Linked DNA regions of Gossypium arboreum: region 1 is linked to region 2. Evidence: chromatin contacts called from public Hi-C data. All regions are on one chromosome and are shown on one strand. The core of a region is the stretch at or near the end of the contact, and the rest is flanking DNA. Distances in the headings are between cores, read along the strand shown. Region 1 holds the start of LOC108486443 (glycerol kinase). Region 2 holds the start of LOC108483919 (pre-mRNA-splicing factor SPF27 homolog).

Region 1 (6,791 bases), core at 3,456-5,955, 330 kb before region 2:
GAATTTACTAAACAACATAAAATATTTTACGCAGTTCCAACCAAACACTAAAAAATATTAATTTTTTCAAAAAAGTAAATTATATTTTAAAAATTATTTTCCTAAAGTGATTTTCAGTCAACTCAAGCCATAGCAATTCCAATGAGATTAGGACCCAAGCTCGCTGATTAGAACCTACTGATCTTTCTTGAATTACAAAGTAAATAATTAATTTTCCCGGGGCAAAGCTAAAGGCCATTCGATTGGAATCTTGGTTACGCGAGGCTAGTTTCTTCCACCTAATTAAGGTTTTGTACATCCGCCTCATTGTCACATATTGTCCTTGTTGTAAGGCTTGATTGAAATGGGCCTAAAGAAAGATAAGTCCCTTTGAAGTAGAGGAATTTTGAAAAATATATAGCCGGATTTTTCCATGTATGACAGAGATATTGTTTTCTTTTTCCTAATTTTTTAATTTGGAAATTAATAGCACTAATCACTAACTTCTCCCGTACACAGGATACTATCCCCAACAGTGGAGGTTTTGCCAAAATTGGGCAACTGATTTCAGACGACCACAAATTCAGGAGTCCTAAAAATTGTGAGTATTTCCTTCCCTCTATGGTAAGCAAAAGATCCTGAGCTCAAGGTTCGCAGCAAACATCCTTGGAAGATCACTCTTACTAATGGGATTGTGACACCCTAAGCCAGTCATCATAAGCAGCTTGACCCCCTTATCCCCTCATAGTACATGCCCAATTTGGCCACATGTATGACGAACGTTAGGCAACCTTTCCTACTTCACCATCATCTGCAATGACTGAAAAATATACGAAGTTTCCCCATCCAATATGCACTGTGACACGATGATTCAATCATATCCATTTTAGTGGCAAGCCTATATATCCGAATCCAAAACGCAACCCACTTGAGAGCATAATTAGATGTTTTAAGATGACCATCATAATCTTTCAACATAAGATTACTTGAATTTCAAACCACTGGGTCACATCCATAACCTTCGTCTCCAAACATAAATTAAATCAAATAATCATTCAGAATCAGAGTTTCCAAATCTTACGCTACTCTCATTCTGAATGACTCGTACAAGCAACTTACGCTTTCAAAATGGAAATATATTTCTGCTCACCAATACTTTATTATTATGCATAATTAAAATCCAATTAAATACCTGATAATTTTACACACGTAACATTAATAAAAAACCAAATCAAAATACTAGAAACTATACAACACATTTAAATACGATTAACACAATAAAAATTAAATTTTTGGCACACTTAGTAATCCGTGTTATGTTCATGTTTAATATACAAGTAAAACCATTAAACATGACATTTTAATTTAAGAAATTTAGCAACTTTAACAGTGAAACCAACAGAACAGCAAACTTCATAGGGAAATGTTGAAAACTAAAACCTTTAATAATGTCTGTGACCGTCATTGAAGCAAAGCAATGACTACCAGAGTAATACATTCAGCATTTTATTCAGTTGAATATAAGCATGGGTTTTCTCTATAAATTCAAAAATAAAATAAAACATCTACAAAAGACGAGACTATGGTCACCAGGAAGTCGAAACAGAAATAACTGTTGTATCACATTTCAAGATCAGCCAAACCAAACGTTCTTTCAACAGCTTTGCACCAAGAATCCACCTTCTTCTTCCTCCATTCTACACTTGATTTTGGGGAGAATATGGATGCAGTTTTGATATTTTGTCCCAAAGCAAAAAGCTCCTCTTCTTTCCACACTCCTACAGCCATTCCAGCAGCATATGCAGCTCCGAGAGCGGTTGTTTCTATGTCAGCTGGTCTGACCACAGAACTTCCCAGCAAGTCCGCCTGTGATCAGCCCCGGAAAGGACCAAAATTTTATCATCAGATGAGCGACTATGAATGGTTTAGACAAGATCTCAACAAGGAATAACAATCATTCAGCAGAAACATGAAAGGTGAAAATAAGGCACTAAACAAGCAGTCTCTTTGATTATATATATAGCATGGCAGTTGAGACTGTAAGAAAAACATTTTTAATTGCAAAACAGACCCGACTCTTCATTTTTCATCAAGTAACCATGTCCAACACATTTGCAAACATAGGTACAGGATTAAGCAAATGTAGGACACATACTTATATTGGATGCTAATATCTGAATTCGGGTAACATTGATCAGGTTTTACCAATAATTATACCCATGGAAATTATCTTCTATATGATTCACTATTTCTCTCTATCCATACATAAAAAGAGAAACAGTCCTATTTTACAAGGAATCCATTGCGCCAAATAAAGAAAGATTGGATAAACGTTCATATCGTAAGTTATTGAGCCAAAATAATATAAGTCATCAAGAACTCTTACGGTCAGGGCTATTTACACGCCAAACTGGAATGCTTATAAATTCGTTGACATCAAGAAAAAAAAGTGAGAAAACAGTTGATACCAATTAGAGCCTAACCTGAATTTGCATTAGGAGGTTGTTGACAGTGGCACCCCCATCCACCCTAAGCAAAAACTCTCCCTTTTCATTCTTGACCTCACCTTTCTCGCCTGCATCTTTGTGCATTGAATCCAATACATCTTTAACTTGAAAACACATGCTTTCAAGAACCGCACGAGCAATGTGAGACTTGCTTGTAAACCTTGTGATTCCAATGCAAATTCCACGAGCATCATCTCGCCACCATGGAGCGAACAAACCATTAAAGGCAGGAACAAAGTAAACCCCACCTGTGCAATCAACCTTTGATGCCAGGCTTTCTATCTCACTTGCAGAGGAAATTATCCCAAGACTGTCTCTTAGCCACTGAACTGCAGCTCCAGCAATAGCAATAGAGCCCTCTAAAGCATAGTTCGTCTGTGCTTTCGGACCAAGCTTGAATGCAAGCGTGGTTAGGAGGCCGTGGGTTGACTTAACAGGCGCAGTACCTGTGTTGAGCAGGATAAAGGCACCAGTTCCATAAGTGCATTTGGCCTCACCCCTACGGCAAGCTTGACCAACCATTGCAGCATGTTGATCACCAAGACATCCTGCAATCGGGACACCAAAAAGAGGCCACCCTTTGGCGATTTTACCAATGACCTCAGCATTACTTACAATTTTTGGCAGAATTTCAGCTGGTATTCCAAGAGTTTTCAACGTCTCTTTATCCCAATCGAGAGTTTTGAGATTCATGAGCATCGTCCGTGATGCATTAGAAACATCAGTGACATGTATCCCACCATTTACACCGCCAGTTAAGTTCCAGATTAACCATGTATCTATTGTTCCAAACAAGGCATCCCCTTTTTTAATAGCAGCTCTAACCTCTTCCTTGTTCTCCATCAACCATAGCAGCTTCACTGCACTAAAATATGTGCTTAAAGGCAAACCACATGATTCCACGAAGTGTGTTCTCCCTCCTGGCAGTTCTTTCTCCAATTTCCTAATATAAAGATCAACTCAAACTTCAAATATATGGAATTCAGACAATCAGTACACAGCAGTAAATGAAACTTCAAACAGTCTTTGGTTCGACTCTTCAATTTTCTTTTAAGTGTATGTATTCAACAGTGATATCTGACTCATACGATAGCTGGTACATGATATGATCCTCCAAGGAGTATCGAAATACATGGGAATCTTGGAAAAAGTTGAGCACATAAAGATGTTGAACACTCAACTGAGTCCTAATCAGAGTAATATAGAACTCAAACCAGGTTATGGAAAGCAAACTAGAGGAATTTATTGTAACAGAAAAGAAGGAATATACATCAACCCAATTCCGAGGATGAAAAATATTTCGTGCTCATGATGGGAACTCTTCAAAAATCAAGACCTTTGATACCCAATTCAAAAGAAAAAAAATCAAACAAAAAACTGAGCAACATTAAGGATGAGAAAATCGAGATGCAAATAAAACCATTATGTTTATTTATCCGGAAAAAGAAAAGAACGAGCAAACAAGTAACAAACAGGAAAAACAAAGGAAATGATTACCTGCAAATAGAGCTGGTACGAACATCCATCCAAACGATCGCGTTATAGAGAGGAGAACCAGTAGATTTGCTCCAAACAACAACTGTTTCTCTTTGATTTGTTAATCCAATTGCTTTCAGTCCACTGTCAACATTGTATCCATCAGCAGTAGCCTTGTCTAGTGCCTTCGTCATGCAAGATCGCACACTCTCCAATATCTCCATTGGATCATGTTCCACCCACCTAACAACCCCCAAAATTCCCCAAAAAATTTTGAAAAAGAAAAAGATAAGTCAATAATTAAATACCTCAAAATTTTCAATCTTCATGTCATATAAAATCATACCCAGATTTTATATTGGTGAAAAAAAGATAAAAGCAACGTGAAAGTTTGATTTGGAAAATTTTCGAAAGGAGTACCCGGCTTCAGGGTAGAACTGAGTGAACTCGACATGGTGGGAACCGATGATTCGAGCAGATTTGTCATAGATGAAGAACCGGGTGCTGGTGGTGCCTTGGTCGATTGAGGCTATGAAAGTTTGCTCCTTGGACATTTTCTTCTTCTGTGGGTTGTTGGTCTTCGATGAAGATATCAAAAAGAGTAAAACCAAAATGAAGCAAGAGGGTATGACTTTCATATATAGTGAAGGTCGTCGTTTCTTACTTTTTCTAGGATATCATTTCCTGTTTTCTCGGGAATCTCGCCAAAAGTTTATACAATATTTTTTATAAATGTGTAAATTAAAATAATAAAAGGTATCCAATGTAATTTATAATGTTTTTACAATCTCAATGACAAGTACGGGGCAAAATTAGCAAAATATGCTGATTTTATTTTTTAATTAGGTTTTTAGGTTTTGTTTATTTAGTTAAGAAAATAGTTCGATTTAGGAAAGAGAAATAGAAGGTGTGGCTAGCTAGATGTGTTTTTCACCAACGATAAAAAGTAACGACTTTTTAAACGTTGCTGCACTAAGGGTAAAAAAATTAATACCCCTAACGGTATATTTTTTATCTTATAAATACCCTCATGTTTTATTTTTTTCATTCACATCTTTCTTTTAACTCTCTTAACTTTCTCAATTTCTCTCAACTCTTTTGTTTTAAATTTTTGATATTTTTATTAAAAATATTATTTTTTAATTATTTCATTTTGAATCAACTTTTCACGAATAGACGCCTTTCTAATCCGCTTTGACGACAAGTATATTTCCACCGCCTAAGCAATAATAGTAAGACAAAATTTTAAATTATGTTAAATTTAAATTTTTTTTTAATTTGAATTTTTTATTATGTAAATAGGCGGATGATCGTGTTCCGAAAGGTTCATTCATAATATGGGAAAGCCTGCGATCACTGAAATTTGTGGCCACTTACAACAAGCTGGATTCTTGCATATGTCTCGCATGACCAAGGGTTGCAAACTCGATTTTACACTAATCAACACATTGGTGGAAAGATAGAGGCCCAAAACACACACTTTTCACCTTCCATGTGTTGAGTGTACAATCACACTTGAGGACACATCGCTACAACTGTAACACCCCGAACCCGAGACCATCGCCGGTGTCGGACACGAGGGGTTAGCAAGCCAAGTTCACTTGTTTTGCCCATCTATTGGACATTTCGGTCAGTGGAAAAACTGCGTCACTGTCGCCTTAAAAATCATATCTCGAGTTTCAAAACTCGGAAACTGGTTTCGTAAATTTTCCCTGAATTTAGACTCATATATCCATCCATGGATTTATTTCTAGAATTTTTGGTCGGGCCAATTGGTACATTTTATTAGTTAAATTCACCCATGTTACAGGGATCGACTGCTCTGACCTTCGCGCCGTATAACTTGAATATCTCTCTGTACAGGGCTTTAATGCTGGTGCCGTTTGTTTCTAATGAAACTAGACTCAAAATGGAATCTGTACATATAAGGTATGCCTCCTAATTCTTTCTGGATAATTTATAGTAAATTTTTAAAGTTGCGATAGGGAACCCAGAAACCGTTCTGGCCCTGTCTCACAATAGCTTTAATATCTCTTAACATGTAACTCCTATGACCATTTCGTTTCTTCCATATGAAAATAGACTCATCAATGTTCATTTACATAGCTGATTCACTATTTAATACCATTCCTACAAATTTTGGTGATTTTTCACATTCACGTTACTGCAGCTGGCAGCATCTGTTTTAAGGTAGGTCTTACCTATTTTGTAGTCTCCATGAACCAACTAGTCTTGCCTTACATAGGTCCACATATGATCATTTTAACCATGCCAATGGCTGATCATGTGACCAACATTCCCATTTCCAATTCATAGTCACATCATGACACCATATATATATATACAAACCGCAAATAGTTTAAGTTGATACTTCACTATTACGAGCCATTTTCGCATGGCCGTACACATATACATCATAACATATTTAAACCAACAAGGGGTAGTCCTATACATGCCATTTCAAGTTCAACCAAGAATTTATACCAAAATGGGGGCTTGATAGTGTGGATGACTTCGACTTCAACGATCCCGAATCCGATTGCTATCGAGCGAAATATAGAAAAGCGAGAGCCAAAGCAATGAGTAAGCATTTTTATGCTTAGTAAGTCTCAAGGAATATAATCAACTCTAATTACAGCAATACATTCACATAGTTAAATGCATCATTTCATTAATGCACATTCACATAATCATACTTACTTCACCATCCCAACTCTTATGTTCATACACAAATAACGGCTTCATTAAGGCCGATAACTCGTTCCATCATAGGAGCGGATATTCACACGCTCTTACTCCTAGCACGCAAAGCACACACCGCACTTACCT
Region 2 (7,209 bases), core at 2,666-5,165:
CCCTCTAATTTTCACACGGCCTAGCACACGGCTTGACACACGGGCGTGTGGTCTAGCCATGTGACCCAAGTTAGTAAGTTACACGAGGTCGGACACGGGCTGGGACATGGCCATGTAATCCTATTTTGAATGCTCACACTGCCTAAGACACAAGCGTGTCCCTTGGCCATGTGAGACACATGGCCTGGACAGACGGGCATGTGTCCCCTGCACTTTGAAAATTTTCCATGTTTTCCTAGAAATTTCTTAAGTACTTGGTTTAGTCCCAAAACACTTTTAATGTCTATTTTGGGCCTCGAAAGCTCATATTAGGGACCATATGAATGATTATGAATGGTTTTTGTTTTGAATGATAATTGTTTATAAAATGTTTGATTTTATAAGTTATAAATCAGGCACGGCTCTGTAACCCTGTTTCGATGTCGGATACGGGTTAGGGGTGTTACAAATTTATATCTCTATGTTAAAATTGTTCCCTGGTAAGCTTCGATCTAGATAGTTAGGACCCTTTATTGTAACTAAATTATTCATATTTGGTGTAGATGAAATAGAAAGTGAAGAGCTGGGAAAACTGTTCACAGTCAATGGTCAAAGGTTGAAGCCATTTTTATGAGAATTTTCAAGCCCATACAATTGAAAAAATTCAGTTGGAACAACCATAATACTAGTTAGGACGTCAAGCTAACAACGTTAAATAAACGCTTGTTAGGAGGCAACCTAATTTTATTTTCTTTTTTACTTTTTTTTTTATTTTCTTGCATGTTAATAAATTTTATTCTCTTTTCTTATATCTAGGAAAATCGAGGAAAAAAATAAATTTGGAAACGGGCGAAAACAATAACGAAAATGACATAGGGAGTGTTCTAAACCCTTTCTTTTTCATCATATTTGTTAATATTATTTTGCACATTGAGGGCAATATTTTTTAAGTAGGGGGAGACATTCCTTATTATTTCTGTTGTTTTATCTATCGTTTTTACTGTTGTGTTTATTGTTGCTCCTGCCTTGTACTTGTTTTTGCCCACATTTAGTTTTTTTTAGTATATATTATCCCTGTTCATACCCAAGATTTTGACCAGGAATTAGCCACTGTTTGGCCCACAAGCATGTTTCTTGTCTCCTAAGTTAGTTATGATTTTGCTATGTTGATTTCATCTACACTATTTTATTTCTATTAGGCTAAAATAATTATGATTAATGAAGTTAACCTCATCTTGCTTATAGTAAAATCGGTTAAGTCTAAATGCAAAGAGGACACTTAATGCTAATGTATGCTAAATTTATTTTCATGACTGTTAGGTAGTTGCCAAAACTTATTTTTGACACTTGATTGTTTTTTCTAGTCCTCCAAAATTAAATTTTTATTTCATTAGAAAGAAAAAAAAAGAAAAAAGGGGGATTATGTGGTTATGAGCAAAACTTACAACGTGGCTGACTGAATAACCGAAGTAGGGTGCTTGGGTTGTAATCCTACTTCGCGTAAAAAGGTTGTGTGATGTGTTAGGTAAAACTTTGCTAACTGGAATTAAAAAAAATTAAGAGTGCGTTGGGCTGAGCAACCGGGGTGGCGTGCTTCGGTTGTTATTCCATTTCGCGTTAAAAGGGCCAACACATTCTTAAACAAATAATAAATTACGAGTGTGTTGGGCTGAGTATCCGGGGTGGGGTGCTTGGGTTGTCATTCCACTTCGTGTCAAAAGGGCCAATACATAAAAAAAAAATCAACGAAAGAAAAAAGAGAATTAAATTTGGGGACTATGGGTGGAACAAATAGGATGTTTTGTTAAGTTTAGTAAATTACCTACCTTTCATGAAATAATCCAAGTCGATTTAATTTTTGTGTATTTAAGTTGGAGTACTTTTCAGTTTTACTTAAAGCAAGCTAAATGTTCTCTTTATTTTTATATGCATTATGCCTAATTTTTATAAAACTTTGGATTCATGGTAAAATCTAAATTACACAATGGAATAAGAACCATACTTGAGGACAAGCATGGGCTAAGTAGAGGGGAATATGATAATACTTTAAAATGACATACTTTTATGTGTTAATTACATATATATTTTGAGTACAATTCTATTAATTTGGACTGTTTATGGGTTTTTTTTATCTTGTAGGGACTAAATTGAAAGTAAAAGGAAATTTGGGGGAAAAAGCGTGAATTTAAAGATAAAACGGTTCAGCATACGAAATAGGGAAGAAGTTGTGCCGAAAATATAAACTGTAGAAGACTTAGGGCAAAATTTCAAAGAAGAGATTTATGAACATAAGACTTTGTTTAATTTTGAATTTTATTTTTAGGATTATTATATTGTTTAGATTTAATTTCAAATTATATCTCTTAAACATTATCATCTAGAGTTTAAATAGGAACAAACTAGGTTCTTTCATGTACTATAAGTAGGGGATAGAGTGGCATGAATATTCACTCATCACTTCTGTAAAAAACTCATTCCCCCTAAGGCTCTTAGCCTTTTTGTTTCCTTTTCAATAAAATTCCATTTCATTAAAACTTGTGTTTTTTTCCCAAAAAGCATAAGTAACTAAACTCATTTAGCCAAAGGTTATCAAGACTCCTCCAAAAGAGTTCATGAGGCTTAAAACCCGCACTTAGCCCTTCTCAACCAGTATTCATCATTTCTCCACATTACGGGACTGGCGTTTCCATCCATGTCCTTCTAAAAGTAATATTTTCATCTTGTGCAAAGACGACAGCTTTGTATGTTTTGGGAAGGTTGCACAATAAGTTCACTAACTTACTGTGTCAGAGGTTGTCGAGCCCAAGAGACAAAATGGCGTGAAATTCGCCATTGAGAAACGATGATCTAGTGTAAGATGGTCCCACAAAAGTGATGGTTGGCTAGAGTCAGGTTTCTCTAGATCGTAAGGCTATAACCTAAGTGGAGTTGGTGGTCGTAGGCGTCCTCTTCAACTATAATTGGCTTATTCAGTTATGAGAAGGATCACTTAAAAGCTTAGGATTGAACCGAAGGAGGATCAAGATAACCAGAAGCCAGAATCCCTCAATCAAAAACCCCTTTTTCTCAATTCTGTTTATTATCACAATTACGATTTCAATCTATTTAATTTCAACTCAATCATATTTTTAATTCTGTTTTATTTTATTTTTTCTAGGTCAGTTGTTTTTCTTGGGCACGACTGTGCCCGAGATTTTAAGAAACAAGGAGCTGTGGCGATCCATTCCTTGAGGATTTGACCCTACTCCCTTATTATTATTTCTTTTCGTTATTTAGAGATATGATATATTTGGTGCTTTTAACGACACACCGGTTTGATAAATACTTACGTGGAATATAATACTATCAATTCATACTCAGTCATATCCTAATTTAATACCACACATATCCATACTGATATATTATCACATAGACTACTTTGACGAATTTCATGACGTGATATATCAAAATATCATAATTCAAGATAATATTAACTCTAGTTCAAAATTTTTAAAAAATACAATATCCCACTTTTAATATTTACAAGTCATTATAACAGATACTCTTATTGACATACAAATACACATCATTTTTATGGAAAACTGTTAAAACTTAATCCTCGTAACCCAGATTATATAACCATATATTTATTACAAATATATTATATTTCAAATTATATTTGCCTTGTCCATCTATCCAATTTTTATTTATATATTTATCACTTTATTTACCGTACTTTTATGGTAAATAAAAATAATAATATTTTATAATCTTATATTTTAAAATATTTTAAAAAGATAATTTAGTGAGAAAAGTAAATAATTTTAAAATTAAATAAATAATAAAAATTAAATTAAATATTTAAAATTATAAAAATAAAAATACGACACTTTTCGCAAATCGCAATATAGAGTTATGCACCTTGTTGTATTGTATTTTAATATATATGATTAGAGGTAAACCCGTTTTTAATTAACTTTTATTGATTTTTCTCAATTTTTTCTTAGCGTTTTTAAGCCCTACCTTTTAAAATTTTAAGTGGCTTGGTCTGTAAAAGCCACTACTAACCCTTAAGCGGAAACAGTATCAGAGAGTTGAAGGGGAAAAGCTAGAGATATACACAATGGGCGGCAACGGCGAAGAGATCCTTATGTTGGAGGCACCGCCTGAAACTGCTCGGCCATGGGCCTCTGCTTCCACTGCCGAGACTTTGGACGCATTACCCTACATTGACGACGACTACGGGAACCCAATGGTCAAGGAAGAGGTTGATCGATTGGTCGAAGAAGAGATGCGAAAGAGTATCAAGAAGCCAGCTGACTTCCTCAAGGATTTACCCCCTCTTCCCTCCTTCAATTTTCAGGTTATTGTCCCCCCAATTTGGGCTTTTCTTTGGAATACTTGAGGTTTTTCTTTATTGAAGTTTTAAAAATCCATGTTTGGATCTCAGCATCACCCAATGATTGGCAAAGAATATGAGCGCGTCAGAGCGGGTAGGCCACCCGTGACCCTTGATTTTTCTTCACGGTATCAAGTTGAACCACCGCCCATGAATAAGAGAAACGATGAAACTGCTTGGAAACAGGCAGTTCAAAGATCTCAGCGCTCATTGCAACATCAAGTAATTAGGTCAGTTTCTTCTCTTAGTTATTTGAATAAGCAAGAAAGAATAGATTAGGATATTTTATGAAATTACCTTTTTTTGCTTTCATGATATTTTTGTTCCATGCTTCTGTGAATCATTAAGAAATTAATTACGTGCTTCTCTTCTATTTTACTGTGTTATTTCGTTAAGGATTCTAGTTTCATGGCAGTAGTTGCTTTTTATTCAAGTTGTGATGAATGAAAATCCCTCGTCAGTTAAATTTGGGGAAGTTTGGGGGCCATTCCACCTAAAATTTTACACTGTATACATATAACTTCTGATGCTGTTTGCATGCAATGTTAAGATTTTTGTCTTGTATATCTTTGCTTGGTTTCAGGTTGGAAAATTTGGAGTTGATGTTAAAATATGGCCCTGATGTTTGGAGACAGAACAACCAACGACTGGGAGGATTTTTGGCCAGGTTTTTCCCTAATAACTGCAACATTGATGTTATTTTCATGGCAAATTGAAAGTGGTTTTGCTTCTTGTTTGAATTGGTAGATTTAAGCTAAGAGACTTTTGGGAATATGTGACTTATGGCAGAAATGCACTCTTTCTGATATGATGGATATGGTGCTACCAGTTGTCATATATTGAAGTTCTCAATCTACAGGAAACAAATTTTAGTTGTTTTCCTTGGCTAAAGTGACAGCCTTAGGCTAGATTTGGCAAGCATGTCTAGCATAAAAGCCAACCTTGTTTGATTCCATAGGGCCTCAACAGGTTGGCGGTTTAGCATTTTTGTTGATTTCTACCTTTGCAGTCCAAAGTTTTGGACTTGTGGAGTAAGATAAAAAGTGTCTAAAAATATGATATGGATATGTAGGATAACTAAAAAGTATATTAGTACAATTTCTAATACGTCAAATTTATTATCTTTAGATACTTAAATTATTTTTAATAGTTAAACTCTTACACGTTAAACTCACAACCTGAAGTTGGACTTCATACGTCAAGAAAGATATAAAGAAGGTCCAGGTACAATTCTTTTGTCCTTTTTGGGTTAGGTTAAGATTAATTATTTACTTAAGGTAATGATTGTAGGCCTAAAAGTTTGAAGCCCAATTGCAATAGAAGAAAATCTTACTCTATCATACATTCCACCTAATTTTCTTCATTTTGATAGCGGGTGTAACTCTGTCTTGAAGATAGTGTACCCATTTTCTGTTTGTTTTCCTAAACTACCATGTTACCAGAGTAGAGAAGCACATCTTACATCGACAATTTGCACAACTACACTAGCAAGCAATCTTTTCATCTGATGTCTCTTCCTTAGCTTTGTTATATTCTGTGAGAAGAAGAGTCAATTTTTTCAGAGGAGTGTCTGATGCATATCTTGTGTCAGTACCTGTGTCATATCATATTGACATGAGTATGGTGCTTTTATGCGCCTTGGTGTAGGATCTAGTCACGGGTCTAGACGAGGAAGAATTCTTGCTTCGACCTATGGTTACTCAAAGAGGCAGATTCGTCCTTGATTTAAACCCCTCCAAAAATAACATTTCTTTTTTTATAGAATAATTGCTTACCACTTTATTTCATATTGGCAGCCTTTCATAGACTGTTAATAACAAAGGAAAGAGTCCTAATTGACATAAAATAGAATTCCTAACTTAGAGTTTATGAAGGAAATAAAAACCTAATATAATAGAGAAAATAAGTAAAACTAAAACTCTTAATAAAGCCTAATATAGTAAAGAAATTAAATAAAACTAAAACTGTTATTGCAATAAAAGCATCCACATCAGTACTCCCCCTCTCGGAGTTGAGTTTGTCCTCAAGCTCAAATTCAAAATAAGCTTCAAAACTTATCCAAATCTACCTTATCATCATCTTGCTTGCCTTCAACATCTCGTTCTTATATCCAAAATGACCTTTTACATTTGTGTCCCATGGAATAAGACTTGTCACATATATAACACAACCTTTTTGCCCTTTTTTCCGCTATTTTTTCCGTGTCAATTTCTTAATAAATGGTGCAGAAGAACCTATTTTGTTGTTGTTCCCTGTTGGTTCCATTGTTTGTCTCCCTCCTTTTGCAATGCTCTTAGTTGTTAAAATGTTTGAATTGCTGCTAATGTTTTGGGAAGTTGGCCAGTTTAGGATGGCTCGAGACGACAGTTTGGAAGAGACCTTTTGTTTACGTTCCAATGTGTGAGTCATATTCATTGCAACTCCAAGGTTTTCCGCTTGTTGCATCTCAATATCAATTCTAAGTTCCTCTACCAACCCGGCAGTAAAGAGATTTACTTGTTGTTAAGGTTTAAGATCAGTAGTCCTGGCCAATAGTGATTGAAATTGGTGTTGATATTCCTCTACAGTCCTAGTTTGTCTCAGGTTGGCCAATTTCTCCAAGGGATTATTACTCATAGGTGGCCCAAACCTCACATGACAACACCCTTTGAAGCGCCCCCAATCAAGATTTGCCTTCTCTTCTTCCATTTGATCAAACCACAATTGTGCCTCTCCTAAGAGATGGAATGAAGCTAAGCCTACTTTGTCTTCTTCGTTAGTCCGTTGATTGCCAAAAAAAATTCATATCTTTTCAGCCACCATAAAGGATCTCCAACACCATCATAAGTGGGAAATTCCTTCTTAGAGTATTG

The links. Hi-C and Micro-C count contacts between places; a contact is called where the count stands out from the background.
Region 1: a Hi-C map of leaf shows a contact between it and region 2, with 6 times the contacts expected there. The contact joins the promoter of LOC108486443 here to the promoter of LOC108483919 in region 2. A contact is called at or near these places in 2 of 5 Hi-C or Micro-C datasets (both in leaf).

The regions. Positions count from the first base shown.
Region 1 is chr6:67,692,907-67,699,697 of ASM2569848v2, reverse strand. It overlaps LOC108486443 (glycerol kinase), which reads right to left and starts at 4,705. Exons shown (of 4, transcript XM_017790499.2): 1 at 4,383-4,705; 2 at 3,984-4,205; 3 at 2,463-3,429; 4 at 1,392-1,845. The coding sequence starts at 4,600. The coding sequence ends at 1,600.
Region 2 is chr6:67,362,454-67,369,662 of ASM2569848v2, reverse strand. It overlaps LOC108483919 (pre-mRNA-splicing factor SPF27 homolog), which reads left to right and starts at 3,915. Exons shown (of 7, transcript XM_017787462.2): 1 at 3,915-4,321; 2 at 4,409-4,587; 3 at 4,941-5,024. The coding sequence starts at 4,082.